2 separate regions of the Mus musculus genome follow, and region 2 is linked to region 1. A link is a contact called in public promoter capture Hi-C data. All regions are on one chromosome and are shown on one strand. Each heading gives the region's core, a stretch centred on a gene start, on an enhancer-like site or on the middle of the called end of the contact. The rest is flanking DNA. Distances are from core to core; before and after follow the strand shown.

Region 1 (6,989 bases), core at 397-2,896:
CACCTCTTGTTTAAAACTATTTTTAAAATTATAAGCATACAAGTGTAAATTCAATTAAGAGAATGTAATAATCTGGATGAATTATATGCTAATAAACTAAGTAATTTCATAAGCATACCTATTTGTGTATAGCAATTTTTTTGTAGTGGGGGCCAAATGGATGCTTATTTTGTTCCTTAATGAAAAAAAAAATTACTTCAAATTTAATTAAATTATTTCAATGGATAATTATTACTCAGTATATTTTAAGCAGTTTTTAGGCATACTTATGTATATTTAATTGTAATTATAATGCGGATATAAATGGCCTCAAAAGGACCCCCTAGCTGGGAAAATAATTTAGTTGGTAAAACGCTTGCTACACAAACATAGGGAACCTAAGTTTGATTCCCTAAAAGCCACTTTAAAAAAACAAAGAAAAAAAAAGCTAAGTACAGTGGTACACATTTGCAATCCCAGTACTCACAAGGCAGAGACAGGAGATGTCTTGTATGCCAGTGCAACCTAACTGGTGAGTTCCATGCCAGGGAGAGACCCAGTCTCAGAAAACAAGGTGGACGGCGTCTGAGATATGACGTCCACGTCACACCCATGCACGCCGGGGCACCTACACACACAATGCGCACACACAGGGTCCCCACGTAAGAGGAAAGCTCGGTGACAGCACAGAAGCAGACCGTCGCAACACATGGACACGGTGAGAGCATGTGGCAGCTGTCCCCAGGCCAAACCTTACCATCTACTAGCCAAGGAAAAGGATGGACTTCCAAGATCCTTCCGTGGGAGCAGGACAATGGAAAGCAAGCTTGAAAAGTGACAGATTCCATCCTTCAGGGAACACATCCTAAACCTGACAACACCCTTCTCAAGGGACAGAGACCCAGAGCACACCGTGACAGTGGGGTACTTTCTGGAAGTCCCTGTTCACCTGCACTCCTTAGCATGCTGGTGTCTGGGGTGACCCTAAAGATGTTGCCTATACATACTCACACAGGTAGGAGTGTCAGGGCCTACATCTGAGCCCAGGCTGTCTTTTACCCACTGCAACATTCTCGGCCTAGCCTGGGATGGGGAGGGAACAATGGAAATAAAGAGATGTCTGTTTTTCACAGACTATGTTTTTAATCCTCTCTGGAGCTCAGCAGTGCAAAACAAACAACCAAGATTCCACAGATATTTGCACTCCATAATAAAAATACAAAACAGGACATATGTGAACTCAGAGATGCTTTATCACCCCACATCCTCAAACACCTAATAGCTTTCTTAAATATTGGAGACAACAATCTCAAACAACGCCTGTGCGATCCGGCCTAATCTACTCAATATGCAGCTTAGGCGCCAACTAATTGTGTTTCTGCTAACTTAACAGCTGCATATGGAGTCCATATGAGGCAGAAGTTTCTTGGCCGCTCATTCCAAAGCATGAGAGTAATACATAATAAATAACCTGAATAGTTACTTAACATAAGCAAGGTTGATGTTAATCAAAATGACTGAGCCAAAACTGTCAAGTCGAGCCAAATGGAGTGAGAGAACGGGGACTTGGCAGCTCGGGTGATTCGGCGCTCAGGCATCCTACCAATAGCACTGCCAAATGCCACCTTCACCCCAGATCAGTGTGTAAATGGTATACAGACATCCTCACCACTGGCCAGGCTAAAACCTGACCCGTGAGCGAACCCACAGGGACTCTGACTGTCCTCTCTGCACACTGCCCCTACAAGTAAGGCTGAGGGCATCTCAGACCTATAAAATGAAAAGCTGCCAGAAAAAAAGAGCTCTGTCCCCTGTTTTATAACTTACAGCCGGAGAATAAAATCCATCCTTAAGAGGAGATTGCAGAAAGATGACTGGTAGGTAACAGAGACTAGAGGATTTTTCACGTCCTTTTCAACATGCAAGTCTTAAGGTTACATAATCAGGTCTGCAGAAGGCCAATTAAAGCACGGTTCCTTCCAGTACTCTGCCCTAAATAGACCAACTAAAGAACAACGGATTAAATATTTGCACAGCCATTTCTGTTCAAAAGAATCCCAATCCTCTATTCTGTCTGCAGCAGGCTAGCCTTTTTATTTTGAAGACTAAGAGGGGTTTAGCCTCCCTTAAGAAGATTCCCTGCCTCCTCGATCCTGGAGTTAAAGTCAAAGAAAGAACGGGGCAAGAGAAGGAAAATTCCATGGGAAGGAACTTCAAAATTAAAACTGTGTTTTGAAAGGTGCAATAAAGAATGGGCTGTTATCCCCAGCTGTGACGCAACAATCTCCCACAGTTCAGGGTGAGATGATTATACATATCATACATATACTTTCTGACCCATCTACAAATGAGAAACACAACAGGGTTCTTCCTGTGTGCACTGTAAATATCGAAGCTGATCTCTAGCCTTATGTTGAACTTCAAAAGATTTCATTTCATCAAGTCTGGTAGCTCATGCCTATAATTCCGTCACTGGGAAGGCTGTGACACAAAGACTGCCATGAGTTAAGAGACCAGCCTGAGCTAACTTGTCTCAAAAAAATAAACAAAACGTCCCATATAGTTTGAAATGTTATAGTATGCTATGATAAAGACATTTTATTCTCTTAACATGGATAAAAATATTTAAAGGTCACATATCAGTCATTCAGATAATTACTGTACATATCTACGAAAAGACAGCACATATCTATATTTAAGACAATCCAAATATTGAAATTGCTATTTAACAGCCATCAGTGACACATGTCTGTATTTAAACTAAATAATCATATATTTTACAAAAGTGTAAGAGATATTTCCAGGTCGCTTTGGTGCCTTCCACTCATTTCTACAATGTTGATTCTTCATCTTAAGGAAAAATAGAAGTAAAACACTATTTCAAACTCTTATACAGCTGTTTCAAACTCTCACCAGATAGCAATTGAAGAACACTCTAAGCATGCAGCGAGAATACCAAGAATGGTTAAATTTTGCAGACCTAAGGAAAAATGAAGATGCCATATACACCCAGGCAGCTCTTCACTCTTGATTCTCAAGACCAGCAGGCAAAGCAAAAGGAGCCAGAACCAAAGGAGCACTGGTCTCCTTAGGATTCCTGCTATGACATTCAAAATCTAGGAAGGCTGTAGAGCTGCTCCCCTTGAGCTGTCACAGGGACAGTGGCTGTCATTCCCCAGCTAAGTGGGGCACAACCAAGGCAACAGAGAACTAGGAAATCCCAGCTACAAGGTTCAGCACAGAAAGTCATAGTCAGCGGCTCAAAAAAGGAAGAGATGAGAGCTATTGTTTTGCAAAGCTCCTTATCACTGGCCATTCCTTCTCTTAAAAGTACACAGTTTCTCAAATGCCTGCAGGAGGTTTATTGATTTTCCTTTCTTTCCCTCTTTCTGGTTGACTGAAACCAGTGTTTATTCACAAGGCATTGCTCTGTATGCTGAAAACACTTATTCTCAATGTTGTCCTGAGGGGGAAGACGCTAGTAAAGGCAAAACAAACGCTTAAAGGGTAGTGATGTAGCAGTATCCACTTCAAAGTGAGGCTAAAGTCATAGCCTCACGGATGACTAGAGAGAAACTCTAAGATGACTGGCTGGCTAGCTGGCTCACTGGATGGATAGATGGATGGATGGATGGATGGATGGATGGATGGATGGTGGATCATAATTGTCTGGATGGATGGATAGATGGTGGGTTGGATGGATGGATGGTTCATAGTTGTCTGGATGGATGGATGGACGGATGGTTCATAGTTGTCTGGATGGATGGATGGATGGATGGATGGATAGATGGATGGTTCATAGTTGTCTGGATGGGTGGATGGATGGATGGTTCATAGTTGTCTGGATGGATGGGTGGATGGATGGGTGGATGGATGGATGGATGGATGGATAGATGGATGGTTCATAGTTGTCTGGATGGATGGATGGATGGATGGATAGATGGATGGTTCATAGTTGTCTGGATGGGTGGATGGGTGGATGGATGGTGGGTTGGCTGGATGGCTGGGTAGTTGGTTGGTTTTGTGCAGTTGTTTGCTGCTTTCAGCATTTGGATAGAAGCTTCCAGTTCCAGTTGAACCCAATGAAAGTATTACTAGGATTATGAGCATCCTTACTTCAAAATTCTATCCATGTTTTTATATTGCTTTCCCAATAGAAAAGCACACAATAATTATCCTGTTCCTTAAAAGTGCATCAAATAACAAGATTTAAGCCATGTTGAACTCAACCATAAAGTAAACAGGAGAAGGTGGAGCCTCCTAAGACAGACTGCAGAAACATTTAAGGTTGACTTCCTGTGAGTCTGAGATACACCCCCAAATTATTTTCCCTTTGTACCTCAACTCTAACTACTCAGTGACCAAGGGTTCACAAGTTTTCAGAAGTCGAGGAGACTTCTGCTTCCCAAGCCCAGCACTCTAAAGAAACAGAATACGCGAAAGACAAACATGTTAACACATTCTACAAACAGGGCACCTCCAGAAACTGTGACTTTCAACTCATAAACACATATGGCCTTGCAAACTGCTTAAACATGGAATTTCCCAAAGGAAGATTCTGAGAGATGTGGGGTTCCAGAGGAGACAACTTCAAACCATGGCCATAAATTACCTTGAGTGGGGATGCTCTTTCCTCTCCGTTTTATTCATTCTTTGCTCTGATAAAGGAGATATTCTTCAACTGGTGCCAAACTGCCAAATACTCTTACACCTGTTAACTTCCTCTATAACAAAGGAAGCAAGCCTGGGCCTCGGCCTGCCAGCAATTCCCAACAGCTACCTACAAGTGAATAGGCCATGTTTTTGTCATTGTGTGCCTCTGAGTAGAGATTTTTTTTTTAATTTTCCCCTTCTTAAATAGTATATTTAATGTTTAAGCACAGAATTGACTTAAAAGAAAAAAAAACTTGAAATGGGCGGATCCTTGTGACTCAAAATGTCATTATCAAACAGGAAGCATCAAGGGGGAGATTGCTCAAGGTACATGCCACATCACAGGCCCCTTTCTTGACTACCAAACCCAAGTATGGGTTACGGGAGTCTCATACACCATGCAGGCACCTGAAAGACTCTGTGAAGACACAAGTTTGTCCAAGGCCATGCTACTCTTACAATGATTGGCCCTTGGAGGTTGCACTTGGAATCATAGGGAGTAAGATTCCTAGAGATGATAGGGTTCCAGAGGACAAAGTACAGGGTCTTCGGCACACCTTCTACATGGCAACCCAGGAGCAAGGTTCTTTATGCCTCCAGCCTTGCATGAACTGTGATGCCTTTTCTGCCAGGGTTAAGGGAGACCGTGGTGAGCTGGTGAGCTATGGCAGCCAGTGCCTTCCATGTCAGCCAGCCATATTGAGATACAAGTGCACAGCACATCTCATTTAAGTACCAGAGAAGCCAGTCAGTCCATCACTCATTCACAGAGATGAGTGGCCCAATCCTTCGGTGATGTGGGTGGTACAGGCCAAAGCCTAACTGGGCGTCACTTGAAAGGGCACATGAGGGTTAACTCACAAGTCATTGCTATCTCTGGCAGGGTGTTCATTCTCATGACATGAAGAATGCAGTGTGTGTGTGTGTGTGTGTGTGTGTGTGTGTGTGTGTATGTGTATGTGTGTGTGTGATAAAACATGGCACTGATATGTAGTGTTTACATTACAATAAAAAGCTAGAACTATAGTCAGGCCACCTAGAGAGCTTTAGAATCCCCACATTTAGGAGACGCTAATAAAGTACTTTCAATCCCCATCCTACACCCTGATACTAAATGTCAGGCTTAGTAGCAGAGCTGAGCTTCTGAAACCTGACTTCCTGGTACAAAATTCTAATATGGGGCAGTATGGTTTTGCAAAAAAAAAAAAAAAAAAAAGATTCACTCTAACCAGCTGTGATGGTTCGTCTCATTGTCAAGTTGACTTGACCACCTAGAAAACACAAGAGCCGGCATTCCACTTTCTCCACATCTTGGCCTATCAAAATGTGAGGAGCTCTAACCATACAACCACCCAGCCACAAACACGGCATCCCTTCCCCAGCATGACAGGCTATACCTCTGAAAGGTGAGCAAAAGTAATCTCTCTCTCCCTTTCACTGTCTCTCACCGGTATTTGGTCACGGCACTGAACAAATCACTGGGTACTGGAAGTAAGAGAATAACAATAAATAAACAATAGCTATGAATTCATGGCCTGGTCTTCATGATAGGAATTCTGTTCTATCCAGGACAGTCTGAAGAGCACTGAGAACAGTTGCTGGATCTACTTTTCTTCAGTTATTCTGAGAATACACTTGCGCAGAGAGCAGAAAGTGTATGTTACATGGTACCATTATCTTAACGGTCCTGAAGAAGGGATGGAAAGCTAACGAAAGACATGATGGGGTTGAGAAACCAGTAGTAACTGCCAATACAGATGGGACATTCAGGCAGCTTACACATCTTTCCTCTCATCCTCACAACTGAGATAGATTATTCTAGGTTTTAATAGTCCCGTTAAGAATATTAATTAGGGCTGGAGAGATGGCTCAGTAGTTAAGAACACTGACAGCTCTTCCAGAGGTCCTGAGTTCAATTCCCAGCAACCACATGGTGGCTCACAACCATCTCTAATGGGATCCGATGCCCTCTTCTGGTGTGTCTGAACACACCTACAGTGGACTCATATACATAAAATAAATCTTTAAAAAGAAAAACAGAATAGTAATTAACCAGTGGTGCTCCACGTCTTTAATCCCAGCACACAGGAGGCAGAGGCAGGCAGATTTCTGACTGTTCGAGCCCAGTATGGTCTACATAGTAAGTTTCAAAATACACAGAGATACACAGTAAAACTGTGTCTCAAAATAGAGGTGAAGGAGAATATAAATTGCTGGGGATGTATCTTGATGGTAAGACTATTGCTTGCTTGTTTGCTTGTTTGGTACTTGTAAAATACTGCATTCAAATGCAGGTCCTAACAAAATAATAATATTAAAACTACTACTAAACGTACCATTTTGCAAAAGAAGACTTC
Region 2 (7,439 bases), core at 4,050-6,549, 450 kb before region 1:
TTAGAGGGAGAGAGAGACATAGAGGTAGAGGGAGGCAGAAAGGGAGAGGGAGCGAGAGCGAGAGAGTGAGAAAGAGAGAGAACTGAGATGGAGATAATTTAAACCAGATTGACAGCAAGTTATTGATGATGCTTTGGCACATAATTGGTGCTCAGTAAATATTTCTTGATTGTCTAATTCTAAACAAAAGTTTACAGAACAAGTAATCACTGTACTAGACATATTTGAATAGCAAATTTGGGTAGCCTACTAAATGTATTTTAAGAAGGTGAAAAAGGACACCATAATACATCCATTCCTCAGATCATTGATGTTAGAGTATATAACAAATATGTGTGGTTTTAAACTCTGTATATAAAAGAAATGGGCAATGAAGAAGAAATCTAGTATTCATAAAATCTTCATTGGAATTTTCCAAAATTAATCATAATCTTCTGTTACAGAGCTCAAGTATACATGGAGTTATGAATACAACAAAAACACAAAATAAAAACAACTGTAGTGATAATTTTCACATAGATAGGTCCTCTTCCGTTTAATTTGTAGCTGTGTACTAATGTTTACATGTTTCTCAGAATTTCCAACTGGCCTGGTGCCTTAGTTAGGGCTTTACTGCTGTGAACAGACACCATGACCAAGGCAAGTCTTATAAGAAACAACACTTAATTGGGGCTGGTTTACAGGTTCAGAGTCCATTATCATCAACCTATTCCAACAAGGCCACACCTCCAAATGGTGCCACTCCCTGGTATAAGAATATACAAACCATCACACCTGGTTTTCCCCAAACATTGGCTCTCAAGTGCTAAAACTAGACTAATTACATACAACCAGGATGTTTGGTGACTACCATAATACTCTGCTGTTAGAGTGTGTGAAGGTGTGTCTCTATATATTCAATTGTTAATTCTGTACTGGAAGAGAGTGAAATACTAGCAGGTCCTCGGTATTGTTATTTCTATAGCCCATCCTCTGTCTCATATTGTGTAAGTATTTGTTCTTCCTTACCTGTGGATGGATGGACTAGAGCAGAGCAGAGTTGTAGGACTGACCACATAACAGAGTATAATGGCAGGATTGGTGGGGTTAGAGTAGCTGGGAGATTGCTCTAGCTGAAAGACCTAAGCTTTAAAATATTTTTTTAAAACCTTCTGTGTTGTTACTTTTATCACTGGCAGGCATAAGGTAGTCTTGCAATACTCTTCACAATCAACAATAAAGAATAACTGGTTTTCTATATTATACATTTTGTTAGTCATTCATAATACTGGATATTTTGTATACTGTATTATGTATTCTATGAGCCTGCGTAATAAAGAAAGTACAGTAAAAGATAAAAACCTGATTTCAAATGATGGAGAAATTAAGTAAAGACAATTATCATACTATCTATGCTGCCAATGTCTAAGGTACAAAAAGAAGAGTGCTCCAGAGAATTCACATTAGTAGAATTTGATGTGGGGTATATAAATAAGCTGACATATGAAGTGGTACCTTACAATGATAAATCAAACTGACAGAAAAGGGAAATTAAGAGCATGGGAGAAGGAAAGATTTAAAAGGAATGAGTTCAGTTTGGGATATATTGAGTTTGATGTGCCGACAGCAAAAGATAAATCAGACTGGCACAAAGCAATAAAAGTCCATTCTACAAAAGAAGGTGTCCAGTATGTGATGAAAAGACAAGTTATGCAGCCACAATGACAGCCACAAAGCAAAGGGCGTTCTTCACATATAAAACAACAAGGTCATTGAAACAGGCATTCATCTGCAGAGATACCAGTGTACACAGCAATCACATATACATTAATTATCTAAACCTATGTCACAACTGCACTCCCTGGTATGTGCATTATCTATATTCTGACTAGCTAGGACAATAAAATCATTCTTGTCAGCATAAACATATAGGTGCATCTACAGGACCACTGATAAATCTCCTTCCACCCTGCACTGGTGGCAGATAAAACTCCTTCAAAGAAGAATGCTGCAAAAGAAAATAACTAGAAGATGCTGTTTTCCAGTTTAGTTGACTGATACATATTCCACATAGACAGCTAATGTTGGGTGCTGTTCACTTTGAAAGTACATTTAAAAAGTAATGAAATACTCCCGACACAATACCAGGATAGGCATGTATTTTTAAAAGAACTTGTTTTCTCATGTGATAAGATGGTAGACTAGGCTACCTCTCCTTAGGGAAATATTGCTTTAGGAAGATATGCTTCCTTCTCAGATTAGTTAAAAAAAAAAAAAAGCAAGACATAGCTCTTTTTTGCCTGTGGAATTTGAATATCCATTCTCTTTCCCACTCATAAAAACACAGTAGCTCAGTCCTGATCCATTAAGGATACAAATCTTAAGTTTATTCCTGATCAAATGACCTAAAACCAAGGCTATCAATTAGTATATTAAGTAGGAAAACATGGAGCTAGTATACTGGAGGGTTGGCTAAGTAAGATAAAGAGGAAAAAGGAGACCACTAGGTTGAGAATATCCTAACACTACAAGATCTGTCCCTCTTGTGAGGCTTGCTGTAAGAATTAAGTTACACAAGGTCCCTCCATCTTTCCTTTCCACATCAGACTCTTAACATACACCTAATCTTTCATTGAAATAGATGGACAGCTCTGCACAGTTCAGTAAATTACCTATTATAAACATGCATGAAATAGCATGGTAGCTGCTTTTAAATTATCTCATCGAGAAATGTAGCAGAAAAATGCTCAGAAACACCTGTTCTATCAATTATAAACATGTTGCCCTGAACAGCATAGCATGCACGCGCGCGCGCACACACACACACACACACACACACACACACACACACACACACAATCTCCTCAGAGTTCCCAAGCACAGAATTTTTAAACATACTTCAAAAGTGAACAAAGTATAATCCTTTAAGTTAGTATACAGGGCTGACTATATCCTACATACTACCCTTTAGTAACAAAAGCCATAGTGTTTTGGAGAAGGTGTTATGTGTGTGTGTGTGTCTGTCTTTCTGTGTGTGTGTGTGTGTGTGTGTGTGTGTGTGTACATGTGGAAGACAGATGACAACTTGTAAGAGTCATCTTACAAGATGTTAAGAGTTATTATGCTCAAGTCATCAAATTTGGCAGTAAGTGACTTTACCCATTAAGCCATCTCACCCACCCCATAGAAACTTTTAATGTGGTCCACTAGTTTATACGTTACTACAAGGTATTTTTCACTAAGAATATTGTTTTACTGGGTTGAAAACTAAGAATGGAGTAAACATCATGATCCCTGCTCTCAAGTAGTTTACATTTTGGTGGAGCTTTTGTGTGTGTGTGTGTGTGTGTGTTAGAATCAAACTGCTACCAAAAAAGTTACCATAAGCCAGAAGGATGGAAAAGTAAGACTAGTCAGAGATTTTTATTTCAATTGAATATCAAGAATAAGTAGAAGCAAGCCAGGAGGAGTAGGAGCATAGAACACACTGGGCACATGGTGCAAAAGAACAGAAGTGACAAAAAATGATCTTAAGAATATTATCAAGTTAGAATGGCTGAACTGTAGGTCATGTGTAGGAGCATGTACAGGTGTTTGGAAAGATCAGACTAAATGGAACACAAGACCGGGGGTGATAACAAAAAAGAATTCTACTACCATTGATGAGTTTAGATTTTTTAACCCTGCCGTTAACAAAAATAAATATATTTTTTGTTTTTCAAATAATGTATGTTTTTTAAACATACTACTAAACACAAAATGAAAGATAAAATTATGACACTGAGACAGAAACAACATGCTACTGATTTAATTGAGAAAAAATAAATTGGATTGTATTAAATTGGGTAGCTATGAACAAAGGGGAAGAATTTCTGAGAGATTGTGAACATTTAACCAATGGTCTTAAAGGCCAAGAGAAATGGCCAGGCAAAAAAAGTAAGCTAGAGTTCTAAAGCTTAGACCAGCCATGCAAGGATGTCTGTAAAGTGACTGACAACGACGCAGACTTTAAGCCTGTGGGAAACTTAGAGACATAAACCACCTCTATCTCTATAAAGAATTTCACTTGGGAGTGGCTGGATATAAATGGTGATTGAAGTAACAGATATGAATAAGAGAGTACAATGAGCAAAGCAACAAGAACAAGATGTAAAGCTAAGTATCTTATAAATTTAGCTGTGCATGATTAGTGGGAAAAAAAGAAAAATAAAACATGATTCCTTGCTTCAGTACCGAATCATGTGTCAGGTACTGAACAGCAGGAAAAAAAATGAGACAGAAAGCAACAAAGAAAGTGGTCAGCTGTACCAAAATAAAGGTCAAAAAAAAAAGTTATGGGTGTGCAAAAGCATCATAGGTGTGCCCATTACAGATGGTCACTGGTAAACACAAGATGCTGGGGAATACATGCTTATACCATCTCAACAGTACTTGGCATAGGTACCAAAAATGCTGAGGACAGATGCTGAAAAGATGTAAAATTTGAGATCTGAAACGCAAACAGAATTTTACCATGTCCAGAGAAACTTAAACTAACCATAATGGAGCAGGGATGTAAACAGAGTACTCACTCCTGGAACTTTAAGGGGGCAGGAGGTATTTTATATCTACTGAAAAATGCAGGTTTACAAAAGAAACCACTAGAATTTGGGTGGTATTAAACTCAAACAAAAACAAAAACCAGAACTTTAAAAGCAGAGACCGAATTAGAAATATTTATTAAAAGTTGGACCTAATTCACAAACTGGGGGGGGGGGGGGGGGTGAGAAATGAAGAAAAGCAATTAACTACTTCAATTATTAGTCCCTAGGCCACCCCTGAAGGCTATAACTTTTCACAGAATGTAGAAAGAGGGTCTCAGTATAAAGCCAGGGATGGTCAGATAACTTCACTCCGGGGAGTGGGGGAGATTGGGGACGGGATCCAATTTGTAAGTGATAATACAGAATAGAAATGTAAACAATTACATCGTGGTAAATAAATCTGATTAAAGTGTGTGCAAAAGCAAGTATTGTGTTTCATACAGTCACAAACTTGTTATGTCATACAGTCAAGAGCCAAGGAATCAAAATCCTGGTTCTAGTATCGTCTCTACCTGCGACGTGTTACATTTCTGAACAGTGGTCCTTTTTGACTTTGTGTTTAACCTGAGGGCAGGCTGAAGGCGGGCCGTCTGTCACCGCAAGCTGGCCATCAGCATCTTACCTGTGGCCTGCTGCTTAGGAAAAGGTACCTGGTAGGTCCCAGGCCCCACGTGCTCCTCGGTGCTGCCGCGGTTGGCACAGTCGAGCCAGCGCGGAGCACGGTCATACATAGTGATGAGGGGCGGGGCCCACGGGACCGGAAACTAGACAGGCGGCCTGCGTCGTCCCTACACGCGGGACTAGAGTGCGAGCTGCGTGCTGACTGGCTCAGCGGCGTCAGCTTTCCCTCGGGTCCTCGGCACAGAGGTAAAGTGGCGAGGACAGCAGCCAGAGGACCCGCCCGCCAGCCCGCCAGCGTTCAATTCAGCGCTCACGGGTCACGCCAGAGACCGGGCTTAGCCGCCTGAACTTCCGGCTCTGGCTCCGCCCACTCCCCGCCTCCCGGAAACCTTGGAAGGGCAGAGGCCGGAAGGACTCGGGCCTGTAGGTGCACTTCCGGCACCGGCCTCGGAGCATTTCCGGTCGAGCGCTCAGAGCTCGGAGATGTCTTGTAGAGTCTGACGAAGCTCCCTGCGCTAGGCAGGGCGGTGCTGCACCTCAGCTCCACCTCAGCTCCGCCTCAACTCACCTGCTTCCTGTCCCAGAATACCTTCGCTGCGCAGAAAAGCCCTAGAAACGCACTAGAAGGAGGCGAATTAATTTGATTTTGATTTGCCTTCCCTGTAAATCAGGGTGACTGGAAAGACCCGGGGGGCGGGGCAGCGAGGCGGGGACAGGTGGAATAGAAAAGCTCGGGACCCCAAAACAGGGTTTGGGATCAGCAAAGTCCCCCTTCACTCCTGTCAAAAAGGCATCCTCTGAATAAAGTCACTACTGAATCTGACCTGCAGGCCATCAAGATTTCTAAAGGAAAGCTGGGAACGCAGAGGGTTGGGGGCGGGGGTGGGGGGGTGACAAGAAATGGCAACATCTGAAAAGGGGAAAGCTTGCCTACTGAAGCAAGTCAAGGGCAAGGGCTAAAAACTGCTTCTGGTGTTGGACACGGATAAATGGCAACATTGTCTACAAAGTAAGGTGAAGGCATCGAAAAAGCCCAAGCCACCCTCATCGATCCACTGAATCTTCAGCAACAGGCGCTGGAGAGTATCAGAATCCATCTATGTGTTTGGTTGGTTTTTTTCATTAAGAAATCCACACAGCTTCTAAACATCCTTAAAGGCTTAGGCCAGTGGTTCTCAACCTTCTGAATGCTGCAACCCTTTAATACGGTTTCTCAACTTGTAGTGGCCCCATACCATAAAATCATTTTCATTGCTACTTTATAACTTTGGTACTGTTAGGAAGCACAATGTAAGTATTTTTGGAGGTAGAAGTTTGCCAGTGGGGTTGTGACCCACAGGTAAAGAACCACTGGCTTAGGCAATCCTTCCATGGCCCTGCCTTACCCACAAAAGAGCTAGAGTGCCTCAGTCCCCAATACAAACTTAAATATATTTAAATTTTGTGATTCTTAGTTTGCTACTTAGTTCTGAATTAATTGTGGCATCTCTGTTAGAATACTCAAAAAGTATGTGTGTGTGGTTCCTAAGAATCTTTTGATGTCTTCTACTAAACAGCTGGATCATTACTTACTTGAAAAGAACTTATTGGCAAATGTATATAGTTCTCTTACTCTTCTAAGTTAACCTGGATACAAATAAAACTAAAGCCCCTGTCCCTGGGTAGGTCATGAATAGCCCAAGAAGGGGCAAGCAAGGTATACAGAATGGCAAGAGAATATCACAAGCACTTGGGAAACTTATTTGTAATGAAGTGTTTAACTTTCTTGTTAACCTTAATGCTTCCTACATTCTTATAAAACTCATAAGTAGCTGGGAAGTGGTGACACATGCCTTTAATCCTAGCACCCAGAAGGCAGAGGCAACAGATCTCTGTGAGTACCAGGCCATCCCAGTCTACCAAGTGAGTTCCAGGACAGCAAGGACTACACAGAGAATCCCTGTCTCAAAAAAGGAAACATAAGAGTTCTTGGTGGGGGTTTTTTGTTTGTTTGTTTTGTTTTTTGTTTGTTTGTTTTGCCTCATATATCTGGCAAGATCCCATTCAGAAGAACTAGAATGGATGTGCAATGACATACTAGAAAGAGTCACAGATAAAAGGATGGAAAATTGTGTCATTAAAAGTCATGTTTCCTTTAACAACCTATTGGACATTCCTTATATATCATTTGCTCTTGGTAATAAAAGCCAATATATCAATTCAGACAGCATGTTCATGCCAGAGTATAGCATTGATAGCCTGGTTGTGCTATAGCAG

Evidence for each region. Promoter capture Hi-C pulls out the DNA fragments that hold promoters and counts their contacts.
Region 2: a contact with region 1 is called in a promoter capture Hi-C map of hippocampal neurons, with 2.6 times the contacts expected there. The contact joins the promoter of Stpg2 here to the enhancer-like site in region 1. A contact is called at or near these places in 5 of 39 promoter capture datasets (the C10 cell line, HPC-7-derived erythroid cells, hematopoietic stem and progenitor cells and 2 more), 2 of 484 Hi-C or Micro-C datasets (myocytes and olfactory sensory neurons) and 1 of 115 datasets of contacts at active chromatin or transcription factors (memory CD8 T cells).

What each region holds. Positions count from the first base shown.
Region 1 is chr3:138,755,433-138,762,421 of GRCm38.p6, reverse strand. The region is part of intron 1 of Tspan5 (tetraspanin 5); the gene reads right to left. Among named protein-coding and RNA genes, the nearest start is that of Tspan5, 17 kb to the right of the region's middle. Within about 2 kb of position 1,646, at least 69 of the 459 cell types and tissues checked have an H3K27ac peak or open chromatin away from gene starts, as enhancers often do. A contact at or near this core is called in hippocampal neurons, where this site is marked.
Region 2 is chr3:139,203,753-139,211,191 of GRCm38.p6, reverse strand. Stpg2 (sperm tail PG rich repeat containing 2) reads right to left here and starts at 5,299. Exons shown (of 14, transcript NM_198659.2): 1 at 5,185-5,299. The coding sequence starts at 5,293.